5 separate regions of the Mus musculus genome follow, and regions 1, 2, 4 and 5 are each linked to region 3. Evidence: chromatin contacts called from public promoter capture Hi-C and targeted proximity ligation data. All regions are on one chromosome and are shown on one strand. The core of a region is the stretch at or near the end of the contact, and the rest is flanking DNA. Distances in the headings are between cores, read along the strand shown.

What was found. Promoter capture Hi-C pulls out the DNA fragments that hold promoters and counts their contacts.
Region 1: a targeted proximity ligation map of pancreatic cancer cells shows a contact between it and region 3. A contact is called at or near these places in 2 of 39 promoter capture datasets (the 3T3-L1 cell line and embryonic stem cells), 1 of 484 Hi-C or Micro-C datasets (embryonic stem cells), 2 of 130 datasets of targeted methods (extraembryonic endoderm stem cells and pancreatic cancer cells) and 1 of 9 other capture datasets (adipose tissue).
Region 2: a contact with region 3 is called in a targeted proximity ligation map of pancreatic cancer cells. A contact is called at or near these places in 2 of 39 promoter capture datasets (both in liver) and 1 of 130 datasets of targeted methods (pancreatic cancer cells).
Region 4: a contact with region 3 is called in a targeted proximity ligation map of pancreatic cancer cells. A contact is called at or near these places in 6 of 39 promoter capture datasets (cranial neural crest, embryonic stem cells, hematopoietic stem and progenitor cells and 3 more), 6 of 130 datasets of targeted methods (bone marrow-derived macrophages, embryonic stem cells and pancreatic cancer cells) and 4 of 9 other capture datasets (embryonic stem cells, liver, macrophages and 1 more).
Region 5: a contact with region 3 is called in a promoter capture Hi-C map of liver, with 2.5 times the contacts expected there. A contact is called at or near these places in 2 of 39 promoter capture datasets (hematopoietic stem and progenitor cells and liver), 2 of 484 Hi-C or Micro-C datasets (both in embryonic stem cells), 2 of 130 datasets of targeted methods (bone marrow-derived macrophages and pancreatic cancer cells) and 1 of 9 other capture datasets (adipose tissue).

What each region holds. Positions count from the first base shown.
Region 1 is chr19:5,066,777-5,069,476 of GRCm38.p6, forward strand. It overlaps Cd248 (CD248 antigen, endosialin), which reads left to right and starts at 1,302. Exons shown (of 1, transcript NM_054042.2): 1 at 1,302-2,700. The coding sequence starts at 1,350.
Region 2 is chr19:4,960,979-4,963,678 of GRCm38.p6, forward strand. Mrpl11 (mitochondrial ribosomal protein L11) reads left to right here and starts at 1,328. Exons shown (of 5, transcript NM_025553.4): 1 at 1,328-1,537; 2 at 1,901-1,996; 3 at 2,348-2,441; 4 at 2,528-2,687. The coding sequence starts at 1,415.
Region 3 is chr19:5,446,375-5,449,074 of GRCm38.p6, forward strand. Fosl1 (fos-like antigen 1) reads left to right here and starts at 1,324. Exons shown (of 4, transcript NM_010235.2): 1 at 1,324-1,681. The coding sequence starts at 1,577.
Region 4 is chr19:5,739,454-5,742,222 of GRCm38.p6, forward strand. It overlaps Ltbp3 (latent transforming growth factor beta binding protein 3), which reads left to right and starts at 1,447. Exons shown (of 28, transcript NM_008520.3): 1 at 1,447-1,532; 2 at 1,882-2,769.
Region 5 is chr19:5,117,020-5,119,719 of GRCm38.p6, forward strand. It overlaps Klc2 (kinesin light chain 2), which reads right to left and starts at 1,279. Exons shown (of 16, transcript NM_008451.3): 1 at 1,103-1,279; 2 at 175-413. The coding sequence starts at 402. LOC115489018 (a long non-coding RNA gene) reads left to right here. Exons shown (of 2, transcript XR_003952889.1): 2 at 1-2,313.

The sequences.
Region 1 (2,700 bases), core at 52-2,551, 380 kb before region 3:
ACAAACAAACAAACAAACAAAAAACCCCAAGGGTATAAAAGGATTACCTGGTGTTGGGTGACTGTAGTACCTGCTACTTAGAATCCAGGAGTTTGGAATAGCCTTGGCAACAGAGCAAACTCCATCTCTTAAAAATAAATAAATAAATAAATAAAGGTAAAAAGAGAATGCAGGGGTTAATCCTTCACACAGAATCCCAGGGCCACCCTGGGTGCCTGGCCCAGTGTGCAAACCTCCAGAGGCCTCCAGGAAGGGCTGGAAGAGGACCCTGGGAGTAAGGAGGACAATGTGATGCCTGTGTCACACTTACTATCCTGTTGTGTCCCCATGCCCATACATGGTCTTGCACAGGTCCCCTCATAGCAGCCGTGCTCACCCTGAGCAGAGCTCAGTCTCCACAGAGCCCAGAGTCATGCACCCTGCCTTCCTGCAGCAGAAGCCTGGAGAGGCATTTCCTGTTAGGGGGCAGCCTCCTCCCGCTCTAAGCCCAGGTTCCCAGGGCCCCTGACTGAGCCAGGGTAAGGAGAGAGCAGGCCTTGGCCTCCTCCCCCCTCCCTAACCCCTAATGCTGGTCCTGCTGGAGCCAAAAAAACTTGGGAGTGAGGTAGGCTGAGCGAAGGGCTCATCAAATACGTGTCTGGTTGAGGTGGTTCTCAAGGAGGTTATCAAGTTGATTCTCACGCAGGGCCCAGGCAGGAATGGGTGGGGCCTCATCGTTGAGACCGTTTAGCAGGCCACATCATCCTAGCTTATCCACCTAAGGGCATACACAGCATGTCAGGAGAGCTGCGTGTGTGAGGCTGGGGTTTGGCGGCCTTAGATAGGGTGTCAGAGAAGATGCTCTTGCCAGGCTTGGAAGGAGTCGTTCACATATGTGTGATGAGAAAGGGCTGGCCCGATCAAGTCGTTGAGCTCAGAATGCAGCCAGTATACTGATACTGGTGAATCCAGATCCCGGCTTTCGGGAGTCTCTCTGGAAGACAGCTTCACCCCAGCTGCCTTAGCTGCAAACAACGCTGAAGTTTCAGAGGGTTGACTGGGGATGCTTCTCAGACAGACAGGTTCCCTTTTCCCTGACTCTCAGCTCTGTAACGCCTGAGGTAGCCCGTTAGTTGTACCTCCCCCCTCCTCTGCCCTTCGCCTCTCACCCCAGAACCCCCCCCACCCCACTGCTTCCTGCTCCAGCAGCCCCCGGGGAGCTAGCAGGGGAGCTGGCAGCGGCCCCAGCCCACTCCTTACAAGGCGTGAGTCCGCCGGGCCCGCCCCCGGCCCTCCCGCCAGAGGCCTTGATCCCTCCCCCTGTCAAGAGCAGCGGCAGGCCCGAGCCGGGCCAGTCGGGGGGCGTCGCGATGCTGCTGCGCCTGCTGCTGGCCTGGGTGGCCGCGGTGCCCGCACTGGGCCAGGTCCCCTGGACGCCGGAGCCTCGAGCCGCGTGCGGCCCCAGCAGCTGCTACGCGCTCTTTCCCCGGCGCCGCACATTCCTGGAAGCTTGGCGGGCGTGCCGCGAATTGGGGGGCAACCTGGCCACACCGCGGACCCCAGAGGAGGCCCAGCGTGTGGACAGCCTGGTGGGGGTCGGGCCGGCCAACGGGCTGCTATGGATTGGGTTGCAGCGGCAGGCTAGGCAATGCCAGCCGCAGCGCCCACTGCGGGGCTTCATATGGACCACGGGAGACCAGGACACCGCCTTCACCAACTGGGCCCAGCCGGCTACGGAAGGACCCTGCCCAGCCCAGCGCTGTGCAGCCCTTGAGGCCAGCGGAGAGCATCGCTGGCTCGAAGGCTCGTGCACACTGGCTGTCGATGGCTACCTCTGCCAGTTTGGTTTTGAGGGTGCCTGCCCTGCCTTGCCGCTTGAGGTGGGTCAGGCCGGTCCCGCTGTCTACACCACACCCTTCAACCTGGTTTCCAGCGAGTTCGAATGGCTGCCCTTTGGCTCCGTGGCAGCTGTGCAGTGCCAAGCTGGCAGGGGAGCTTCTCTGCTGTGCGTGAAACAGCCTTCAGGTGGCGTGGGCTGGTCCCAGACTGGCCCGCTGTGCCCAGGGACTGGCTGTGGTCCTGACAATGGGGGTTGCGAACATGAGTGTGTGGAAGAGGTGGACGGTGCTGTGTCCTGCCGCTGCAGTGAAGGCTTCCGTCTAGCAGCAGATGGGCACAGTTGTGAAGACCCCTGTGCCCAGGCCCCCTGTGAGCAGCAGTGTGAACCTGGAGGGCCACAAGGCTATAGCTGCCACTGTCGCCTTGGCTTCCGGCCAGCTGAGGATGATCCACACCGCTGCGTGGACACGGATGAGTGCCAGATTGCTGGTGTGTGCCAGCAGATGTGTGTCAACTATGTTGGTGGCTTTGAGTGTTACTGCAGCGAGGGTCACGAGCTTGAGGCAGATGGTATCAGCTGTAGCCCTGCAGGAGCCATGGGTGCCCAGGCTTCCCAGGATCTCAGAGATGAGTTGCTGGATGATGGAGAAGAAGGGGAGGATGAAGAGGAGCCCTGGGAGGACTTTGATGGCACCTGGACAGAGGAACAGGGGATCCTATGGCTGGCACCTACACATCCACCTGACTTTGGCCTGCCCTATAGGCCCAACTTCCCACAGGATGGAGAGCCTCAGAGATTGCACCTGGAGCCTACCTGGCCACCCCCACTTAGTGCCCCCAGGGGCCCCTACCACTCCTCAGTGGTGTCTGCCACACGGCCCA
Region 2 (2,700 bases), core at 78-2,577, 490 kb before region 3:
AATCCACACACACATTCACCCACACACACGCAAAAACGTACATTGCACACACAAGGAAATGGTAGAGGAAAGAAAAAAATGGAGGTTTGTGAGAGGCGGTTTAGAGGAAGATGATAGAATTTGAAGTGGTATGCTACATAATAGGCTGCCTGGTTGTCTGGAGAGGAATTATTTTTTAAAAAGGAAAAGAAAAGGAAAAAAAAAAGAAAAAAGAAACTGGAGAATTCCCCTCGAATCTGAAGGATCGCAAACAGTGAGTTAGTGGATAGTTCCTTCGAAGTAGTCTCAGTCTGGAGACTGGATCAGAGAACTTTATATCCTGAACTGTTGGAGAAAATAATGGAGCATTCAACCTACAGTTATTGGAGCTTTGCAGCCACGTGTGGTCAGGAAGAGTCTGTGAGTCAAAGAGTCCTACCAAGGCCATTGCTACTACCCTAAAGTGCCTAGATACACAAGATTGCTCTAGGGAGGGATAATAAAGGCTTCAAACACCACCTGGCTCAAATACCATTCCCTAAAACGCAAGTAATAATCAGGAATCCTGGACAGAATAGAGCGGGATGCGGAGTTCTGAGACACAAAAAGTCATCTTCCAATGAAAAAATGAAAGACGGGGAAGCAATAAAGTATGCCTAATAAGCTAGTGGAAAATCAGGTTTGACTGGGATGAGAATTCACAAACTTAGCATTTCAAAAGCGCGGGGAAGAGCTTTTCCCTTTGTATAAATAGCGGTAAATGCCTTCTTGGTTCAACGTGTGTTACTGAGCTGTCACAACAATTCTGAAAGGTACCTATAATATTCGCGGTGTCAAAGATTTTCATAGGTAACAGAAACAGTAGCCTAATCCTAGCTCTAACTCTTTGTCTAGCTATGAATCAGGTTCATAGCCAGCAAGAGCAGCAGTCTGCCATTTCATTTCCCGTCTATAATCATATTGCCTTCCATGAAAAACCACATGAGGAAACAAAAGACTCAAGGGATTTTGCATAACTTGCTCCATATCAAACGCTAAGATATCACTGTGTCCAGCAGATGGCAACCCAGAACACGGCCAACAGCAGGCGCAGGATAAGGCGCTGAACTACATACCCACAATGCTGTGCGGAGACTCAAAGTCCCGAACTCCTGTTTGGCTGTCTAAGGTGATGCCTGTGCGCACCGCTGAGGGATTGTGTGTACTGAAACCATATAGGTTCTCGTCCTGCCTTCAGAGCGCAAAGTTCAATTAATTCTTAAATTCCGTAATTGGTCTTTAGTTGGAGAGCTGTATGCCTGAAACAAGACTGCTCTTTTTTGGTCTCATTTACCCTAGCCGAACACGAGGGCCCTTCACCTCTGACCCAAAATGGCCGCGCCCAGAGCGTAGTTCTTTGCTTCTCCGAGGCGAGCTAAGATTAAAATCCTACATCATGTCCAAGCTAAGCCGGGCCACTCGGACCCTCAAGAAGCCCGAGGCCGGCGGCGTGATCCGGTCCATCGTGCGAGCAGGCCAAGCTATTCCTGGGCCTCCACTAGGTCCCATCTTGGGTCAGGTGCGGTGTGCGGAACCCGGCCTGGGAGACGTGGGAGAGTGCGCTGGAGCCGGGGAAGTCTCCTTTATAAACGTTGTCTCCACTATTCACACCTTCAGGCCTTATGTCCTTGTATTACTTACGGAGCCTCTTTTGACCTCAGCACCTCTGACCCCCAAGTTGGCTAGTTGCTGATTAAGTGGTACCTTGTGGACGAATTGCCTGGCACCCAAAGCTATAGAACCAGAGTAGAAGAAATATAACAACACACACCCATACCCCCGCCCCCCCCCCCCACACACACAAAGATGAAAGGACAGGGGCTCCTGGTTGGTAGAAAGCCTTCAGCTCCCATACTTAACTTTGTGTATGCGTTCCTTATAGCGAGGTGTCTCTATCAACCAGTTCTGCAAAGAGTTCAACGAGAAGACAAAGGACATCAAAGAAGGCATTCCCCTGCCTACAAAAATTTTTATAAAGGTAGAGAGACCCATTCTCCCATATATTTCCTTGGCCCTTGAAACTAGTCACTCTGGTTGCTTCTCTGACTCTTAACTTGGTTGCTACCTTCCACTTATCATTTAAACAGAAGCCTAGACCATAATTTCTCTGAACTGGCTTGATCCTGCCATATTGTGGTTCTTACCTCTCATCTCACTGGGGCTTCCAGAGGAGATTTGGGCTAGGAATAAAAATGGCAGGGATGTGTGCTGTAGATTTGTTTTTCTGTCTTTTGTGGTGTGCAAGTTGGTGGGAGAAGGAAAGGGACATTAGAAATGTCTTGGACTGGATAGAAAACCAAGAAATTCTCATGTATCTTTGTCTGTTAAGCCCGACAGGACATTTGAGCTCAAGATTGGGCAGCCCACTGTTTCTTACTTTTTGAAGGCAGCTGCTGGGATCGAGAAGGGGGCCCGGCATACAGGTAAGGACTAGAGTGGGCACCTGAGAGTCTGATGTATCCAGAGAAATGTAGTGGCACTTGAAGAATTCTTTGCTCCTTCTTCCCAGGGAAAGAGGTGGCAGGCCTGGTGAGTTTGAAGCACGTATATGAGATTGCCTGTGTCAAAGCTAAGGATGATGCTTTTGCCATGCAAGATGTGCCCCTGTCTTCTGTGGTCCGTTCCATCATTGGCTCTGCCCGTTCCCTGGGCATTCGAGTGGTGAAGGAGTGAGTATCTTGA
Region 3 (2,700 bases), core at 74-2,573:
CTGGCCTCCAGGCCTGAGTCCAAACAGCAGAACCCCAGCCTTTGTTCCCAATGAAGACAGCCCAGGCCTCTGCTTCCCTGAGGACAAGTTTCTTCAGTCTCCATTGAGATGGAAGAAATCAGAGAAAGAGTTTTGGGACCCATGCTCTCCCAGTCTGCCATTCTTCGTGTACGTACAATGTAAAGGCTTGAAGCTCATGGCCTGACTTGGTCACCAGACTCAGCCACTTACTCAGTGGCCTTGAGCAACTCATTTCAATACCTGTCAGCCTCAGTTTTTCCCATCTGAGAAGTGGGGGTTATGATGGCATTTACCTCCTCAGCACACCTGGTCAGGACCTCACCCGTATCAAGGCCTTTCACATACTTCCAAAGTGGGCTGGTGACACACATAGTACTGGAGGAGTGCCTCCAGTCAGACCTTCAGTCAAGAAGCCTTACTGACTGTGTCTCAGGACACCTATGTCCTTCTGTAGGCGCTCTCTGCCTGTAGAGGCCTGGATTAAAGCTTGTGATAGCTCCAGAGACGGTCTCAAACATGTAGCGCCTTCTATCTGTGGGTACACTAAATGCCACTTCACGTAGTATTCAAATATAACAACATTTCATAACCCTGGTTTGTCAATAACCTTTCAGTCTATCAAAAACCTTGACAACAGTTGAAACTGGGTGTGGAGGGGCACATTTGTAATGTCTGCCCTCCACTTGAGAAGTGAAAGCAGGTTATTCTAAGCTACATAAGGAGTTCAAGGCCAACCTGCACAACAAGAGACCCTATCTACAAAAGCCAGGTGTGATGGTGGCACAGTCCAACACTTGAGAGGTGACGGAAGGATCAGGAGTTCAAGGGCAGCCTCAACTAGATACCTGAGACCCTGTCTCAACCAACCTCCCTCCACAAACCACAAGCAAAGCAAACTCAACTAAAGAAACTTCTCACCCCACTTGAGAGGAGCGGTCTTAAGTCAGGACTGCAGACTTGGGTGACAGTTGGAATGATTCTCTCCAGGTAAATAATGATGATGATAATAATAACCCATATTTATAATTCACTTCCCAGCTTTCAGACACTCTCCCCGTTCTTCTTTCTAAGTCTTGGCGCGAGGCCAGGCGGCCACAGGATTTTGTTTCGCCCTGTGTTGGGAACCTTGGCTAGTCTGAACGGGGCGGGGCGCAGTTGCAAGCCCCAACTTCGGCAAGGTGCGTCAGGGGGAATCCTCGGTGCACCTGGGCGCGGCAAGGAAATTGCACCATGTATGGGCAGCTGCGTCAGAGGGGGGCGTGGCCGCCGCGGATGCTAGGGGACGCCAAGTCGGTCGCTTTCTGTCTGTAGAGGCGGCTTGCCACCCGAGCAGAGGGTCGTGAAGTTCCGAGCGGACCGGTCCACAGAGGTTCATCTGGAGAGGTGGGTCCCCTGCGAGGTGAAAGGCGCCGCTGAGACACGCCCCCACCCCCCGTGGTGCAAGTGGTTCAGCCCAAGAACTTTTCATTCATAAAAAAGACCAGACTCCGAGAGGCGCGAGTGAGTCAGAACCGCAGCCGCCAACGCGGACCCTACCGAACATCCAGCCCAGGGCATGTACCGAGACTACGGGGAACCGGGACCGAGCTCCGGGGCTGGCAGCCCGTACGGTCGCCCCGCGCAGCCCCCGCAAGCTCAGGCACAGACCGCCCAGCAGCAGGTGAGACTGGCCGAATCGTCGGGGGGGGGGGGACCTGAGTTTGGACAGCATCAGGGATGCTGGGATTAGTCTAGTTTGCTCCGGGATTTGGACTGGGGCCCCGAGCAGCATCTGACTCTGGTGGTCGCGACCGAGGATCCTGCACGTTCTGTGTGGTCGGGGAACCTATGTACCCGGTGGCCAAGGGGACGAGCGCAGCGGGAAGCGCGAATATCTGCGAATTCCCCTTCTCGCTCGCCCGTATCTCCCTAGCTGACTGTCTTTCTGCCCCTCCGTCTCCGTTACGGTCTTACATTTCCTCCTATCTGCCCCTAATACGCTGTCCCTCTAAATACCTGCCCCATCCCTGCCTGGACAGGATCAGAGGTGTTCTCCATCTCCAGTTAATAACTGGGACCTGGGGTCTGGGCACATAGAGACGGGGTCCATCAGAACTCAGCCGGGACAGAGAATTCTTAGCAGCCTGTCCGAGGCTGTCCGTGTGTTGCTCTGGTTGTCCGTGTCCCTTTATCCGGTCAAGTCCTCATCTCTTTGTGCGCAGTATAGAGCCCATGGGCCCCAGGCAGTGGTTCCGAGGGGTTCCTGGAGACCACGAAGTGTTGGGATGTGCGCGGGGTCACCTGCCCGGCCACACTCGCGCTCCACATTCTCGGCACCCGACGTCTCTCACTGCTGGATAGGGGCACTTGAGAGGTTGCAGGTGTCCATTTCCTGTCGAGGGGCCGCGAGCACGTGTCGCCAGGGGAGGGAAGGAGCTGCGTCCGTTTCGCCGAGTCACAGCGGGCCGAGTCACTGAGGCTGAGTCACCCTGGGTGCCCCTCCCTTCCTGGCCCCAAACGGCCCCTAAGGACCGACGACCTGGGAGCGAGAGATGCCCCTGGCAGTGCTTCTAGCCCAGAACGGGGGTCACTGAGATGCTGGGTCCCCCAGTATTGGGCTGGGGACATAGCTGTCCAGACTTGCCTAAGCATGTGAGGTGCTTCCTGGACTGGAGGGGCCCCACATCCTTAGCTCACAGA
Region 4 (2,769 bases), core at 197-2,696, 290 kb after region 3:
CCACTCCCACTCACAGCAACACATGCTGCTGGTCATATACTCCTTCTAGAATGTTCCTTTTGGCTTTTCCACATCAAGTTCCTTTCATGTCACTCTGACGCCCCTACTGGGTCTCTGGGATAACTATCTCTCCTCCCTGGTGCACAAGAATGGCAGCTTGCCTGTTTCTGTGGGCCCTTCTCGTGAACTACTGAGTCACCTTTCCCACAGAGTAACATTCCCTGTGTGCTCAGGAATGAGCCTATGTTCCAGTCTGTCATGGGCTCAGGTGTCTCTGCTCAGAAGACTTGAAAGGGACCTCCATAGTGTCCCTCTCCTGTCTTTTTCTCTCACCTGCCAGGGGATGAAGCCAAACCCTGAGACCACATCACCTGCTTCTCTGTATCATTTACTTCACAATGGCGCGACTTTCCACAGTCCCAAATCAAACAGCCACATCCTTCCAAGAGGTGTGCGGTGGGCAGATCCTCATCGGCCCTGATACAGTGCCCGCTGATCCAAATTCCTCACAGTGACTTACATACCCACTCAGACCACAGCTGCACTGCCCTCTGCCCTTCCCACCGTGTTGCTCGCCTGGCTTTTCCTCTGACTTGGAAAGGACAGCGGTTTTTTTTTTTTTTTTGGTTTGGAAGTTTGTTTGTTTGTTTGTTTTCTCACTCTTGACTCTGCAAGACTCATTGCAGTCCTTTTCACCTTTCTCGGCTTCCCAGCATGCCCCAAGGCTCCCCTCATTACTTCCCTTCACTATGGAAAAGCGTGTTTGAAGGAAGCTGTCCCAGACCCCCACAGCCCACCACTCCTTTTGTTTCACAGTTGGGTGACTAGATCTCATTCCATGGGCAAGAATTCCAAGGCTTGGAGAGCACGAGATTCCAAGCCTGGACTGTTTGACAGCGCCTTGTTCCAAGGTGAGCCTCTGCCTACTCTGCACAGGGGAGGGTCAGGTTTACACCAGTTCAAAGGAAAAAATGAATGTAAGAGCGCTCAGCACCACTCCTGCCAGGTGGAAAGTATTCAGTGTTACTGTTGCAACAGTGTTACTAGAGCAGGGGGAGGGGTCCCCCCTCCCAAGTCCTCCTAGATTCTAGCAGCAAGGAATCCTCTTGGGACACAGAGGTCACCCCCTGCCAGCATTGCAGCAGTAGGCTGTACTGAGCAGCGCCTGAGCTACTGAGCAATTCAAGCAGAACTCATCAAATGGCCTCCCTCAGTCCCTCCGAAGCTACCCAAATAAACTCAGCCTTAAAGTAAAAAAAAAAAAAAAACCAAAAAACAAAAAAAACCACCATTAGCTCTTTGGAAAGGTGTGCCTAAAGCCGAGCCCAACCCCCTCTTCCCATCAGATTACCACCCCCTGATTCCCCTGGAGAGGGCCTGGCATGAACCAGACTTGGCATGGTTCTGACCCTGGTCACCCTTAGCCCTACTAAGTTCTTTTGAGTCAGACACTGGATCCTGGGGCTTCCTAGCACGTTCTCACAGTATTGTCCAGATCCGGGACACCACAGCCTCCCCTTTCAGACCAGTGAGTAAGTCTAGCTCTTCTACAGCCTTGAGCAAATTCAAGACCCTTCCCCACCCCCCTGTCAACCCCTGCCCCAGGGCCCTGCTGGGCTTCTCCCCAGCCCCCTGAGCACTCAAGTAGCACTCCCTTCTCCGGCTGTTAGCCTGGGAAGGGGGCCAGGCCCTGAGCTCAGACCTTGGCGATTCCAGAGTGTCTGAGGCCCAGAGCCAGCGCCGCCAGCCAGGCCAGACGAGGGGAAGGGGGGAGGTGGCAGGGTGGGCACCAGGAAGCCCTCTAAGGAGCGGGGGGGGGGGGGGGAACATTGGCAGGGAAGCCAGGTTTCTAGCTTTGTTCTTTCTGCTCTTCTTCTTGAGGCCACAGGGTTCTCCCCGGCCAGTAAACCCTGGCCAGAAGGTGCTCTCTCCTGCTTAAATCCTTTCCTTCGAGAGAAGACAGGACCAGGAATAAGGACCCATGACTTCAGGGCTTCGAGAACCCCTACATGTACAAAGGCCAATGGGCAAAAGTTAACAGACCTCTGATCCTCCAAGCAAGGACCATCTGCCTCGGTTTCCCCATTTTGACCAGGTGGAAAAGTAGTTGGGCGGGGGAGGTGTGCACAGGCCTCTGCACCCCGCCCGGAGGAATCTGGCGGAGTCCCCAGGTGAGGATTCTTCTGGAAAGAACCCAGGTCGGTTCCTGCGCGGGGCGGGCACCTAGGGGGCTGCCCCCACTCCAACCGGCGCCCTCCCTGCCGCACATCGTCGCTTCTCCGGGCAGCAGCGAAAGACGCTTGAACCAGAAGGAAAAAGAGAGAGGAGAAAAAAAAATTGTCTCCCTGGCCCCGGGCCAGCGTCCCAGCCCCCCTCGCCGCCGGCGCGCTCCAGCCAGGGAAAACAACTGCTCACTTCTCCCTGCGTCCTCCCCGCGCGCTCCCTGCTTCCCGGCGGCCGCGGGAGAGGAGCCCGGCCAGGGGGAGGCGCGGAGCGGGCTGGCCGCCCGGCCTTCCTCTCCCCTCGCTCCTCCTCTCCGCCTCCACTTGCTCCGGCCTCCTCGCTGCGGCCTCAGTTCGGGGCCTGGCTGGGTTTCTCCCGGCCAGGGAAGTTTCTTCGCTCTACCCTCAGTGCAGCTTCCATCGCTCTCCCTCGCAACGGGGATCCCGGCCGCTCCTGCTGTCCCCTCCCTACCCTTGGCTTCTCGCCCCGCTCTGCCCTCTGCTACCAACACTCGATCCCCTGCTCGGGCTCGACCTCCAATCTCCG
Region 5 (2,700 bases), core at 29-2,528, 330 kb before region 3:
AAGGGTGCCCGTTGGGGCAGGGCGCAGGGCTGGCATTTCCAAAGTGTATTCATTGAACGTTGCTTATTGTCCTAACGTGACGCTCTGAAAGACTTGTGTTTCCTTGCTGAGGGTGTTCCTACATCACCAGGGCCCTTCGGGTAATCTTCCACCACAGCCCCAACACTGACCTACCTGAGCCTCCCCAAGCCCCAGCTCGATGGCCTCCAGGGAGCGGCGCAGGAGGAGGCAGCGCTCCTGTGAGCCCGGCTCGGCCTCGCCTGCTTCATGAGAAGCTAGGGGAGCTAGCAGGGCACGATGCTCCCCTCTCAGGGTCTCTAAACCCTGGATCACCGCCTTGGTGCCCAGCACTATCTCGTCCTGACTCAGCTTCTCCTCTCGAGGAAGCACCATCGTGGCCATGGTCGTGCCGTCTGTGGAGGCAAGGGGTGGGGCAGGCGGACGCCAGGCCTAGGGCCACACCGCCGTCCACCCCAAGTTAGGTAAACACCGGGAGGTCCCCGGACGCCTAGGTCCCTATGGATGTCCAGATCCCTCAGCCCGCAGTCCTCGCCGTGCCAGCACGCGGCCTACAGGGGGCGCGCCAGGCTCGTCTAGCCTAGGGAGACGCAATGCGGTGTGACTGAAGTGAGGCTGGACCCCGATTCCGCCCCAGACCACCGGCTCAGGCCAGTTGATCTAAAGCCCATCTTCGAGAGTTATTCGGAACTGTCCTAATCGGTACACAGAGCACTAGGGCATTGCAAGGCGTTCCCAAGTCAGACGCCACAGGCTCTCCGGGCAACTGGGTCTCAGCCCTGGCGACAGCCCCTTTCCCAGGGCAAGCGGAACCACGAGCCCCTCCCCCAGGGCCGACCGAGCCCCGCCACCCCGTCCCCGCCCCCGCCGCTCCGGGGAGACTGCGGTCTTTAGTTTCGGGACAGGTCTCTTCAGGCCGCGCCCACAACGACCCCTCCCGCAGGCTGGCCTGAGGCCCGCAGACCCTCCCTAGAAAAGGCCGGATTCCCAGCCCCAGCCCGGGACCGCGCCCCCTCCCCGCGGGCCGGTCGGGTCCTCCCACAGGCCGCGCCCACGACCACGACGACTCCTCCTCTAGGCCGACCTGCAACCGCTCCTCACTGTCCGGCTTGACTGGGTCTCCCGGCCCAACCGGCCGGCGCCGACCTGCACCTTCTGCTTTGGCCCGGCTCCGGCTCCTGCTCCTGTCCCGCTTCACCCGGATCCTCGACCGTGAGCTCGTCTCGCTGCCTCCATCCCGCCGGCCTTCCCAGCAGTCCCCGCGCCGCCTTAAAGGTGAAGCCGCTACCTCGGCGGCGTCGGAGGGGGCGAAACACGCTCCAGCCGGCCAGCTCGCTGCCTTAAAGGGGCCCCGCAGGCCTGGCCGGCTTCGGGGTGGGGCCAGCCCAGACGGGACGCAGAGGGGCGTGGCTGGACTCGCCCCCTCGGACCAGAGCTTCCAGGTCTGTGCGCTCTGCGGAGCTCCGACCCCGGACCAGAGTGACTGAGGAGCAAGAAGGCCGACCTCCTCAGATTCCAGAGCGAGTCGGTCCACATTGATTGACTGTCAAGTGTTTTTGTCGATGTCTTAGTGCATTGACTTAATGCTCACAAAGGGCTGGTGAGGTGGGTGTTGCCATTACCCACCTCTCACACATCTGACCCCCCAGCCCCCTCCGCGCTCTAGAGACGCACCTCTTACCGGCTTCGGAGGTGACTGTGCCTGTAGGGAATTCTCAGCATCTAGGTTTGCTTTGTGAGGGAACAGAAGGAGGCTTCTGGTTAAAAAGGAGAATTGGGTGGGAAGGAGCGTGTGGAGGTCGGTGGAGAAGGGAGAAGATCCACGCCCCTGAGGGGAATATCTGGGTGGATACTGCTGACCAGATAAGGAGGTCAGACGAGTGCCTTTGGATTGTGGTGGTGTCATTGGGGGGCCTCAGATTGGGTGTCACCAACTCGGAAGGAAAGACCTCTGTGCTAGATAGTTTTATGTCAACTTGACACAAACTAGGGTCATTGAACAGATGGGAATCTCGGCTGAGAAGATGCTGCCATAGGATCGGGCTGCAGGAAAACCTGTTTTCTTACTGATTGTTGTGGGAGGGCCCAGGCCAGGGTAGGTGAGGCCAGAAGGCAGTTCTGAGCAAGTTCAGAGGGCAAGCCCAGAAGCAGCACTCCTTCATGGGCTCTGCATCAGCTCCTTTCTCTGGGTTCTGTTCTCTCTGGGTGCCTGTCCTGACTTCCTTCACTGGATGAAGAGTGCACCAAATAAACCCTTTTGGTCACTGTGTTTCCACACAGCAATATTAACTCTAACTAGGACGGCCTCTTTGGTCCCTATCCCACTAGATTCTACAGTACTCTTCCCATCTCTACTCCACACCCACTTGGTGCTGACACAACATCGGCCTTTCTAACATTTTTCTTGTTTTGCCTTCTGGAATGTAGGTCATCACCTGTTGGCTGGGGCCTGGGGTAGATAGAGAATGTGGTAGCAATCAGTAGACGGCTACCTTACAAAGCGTGCGGAGGGGAGGGGATGGCTGAAAGGATGCCTCGGTGGTGAAGAGCATTTGTTTCTCCTGCTCAGGACTTGAGTTTCATTTGCAGCACCCATTGGCTCACAACCATCTTTACCATTTCCAGGGCATCGATAGATACCGCCATCTGAGTTCAGCAGGCACTAGGAACTCATGTGGTACA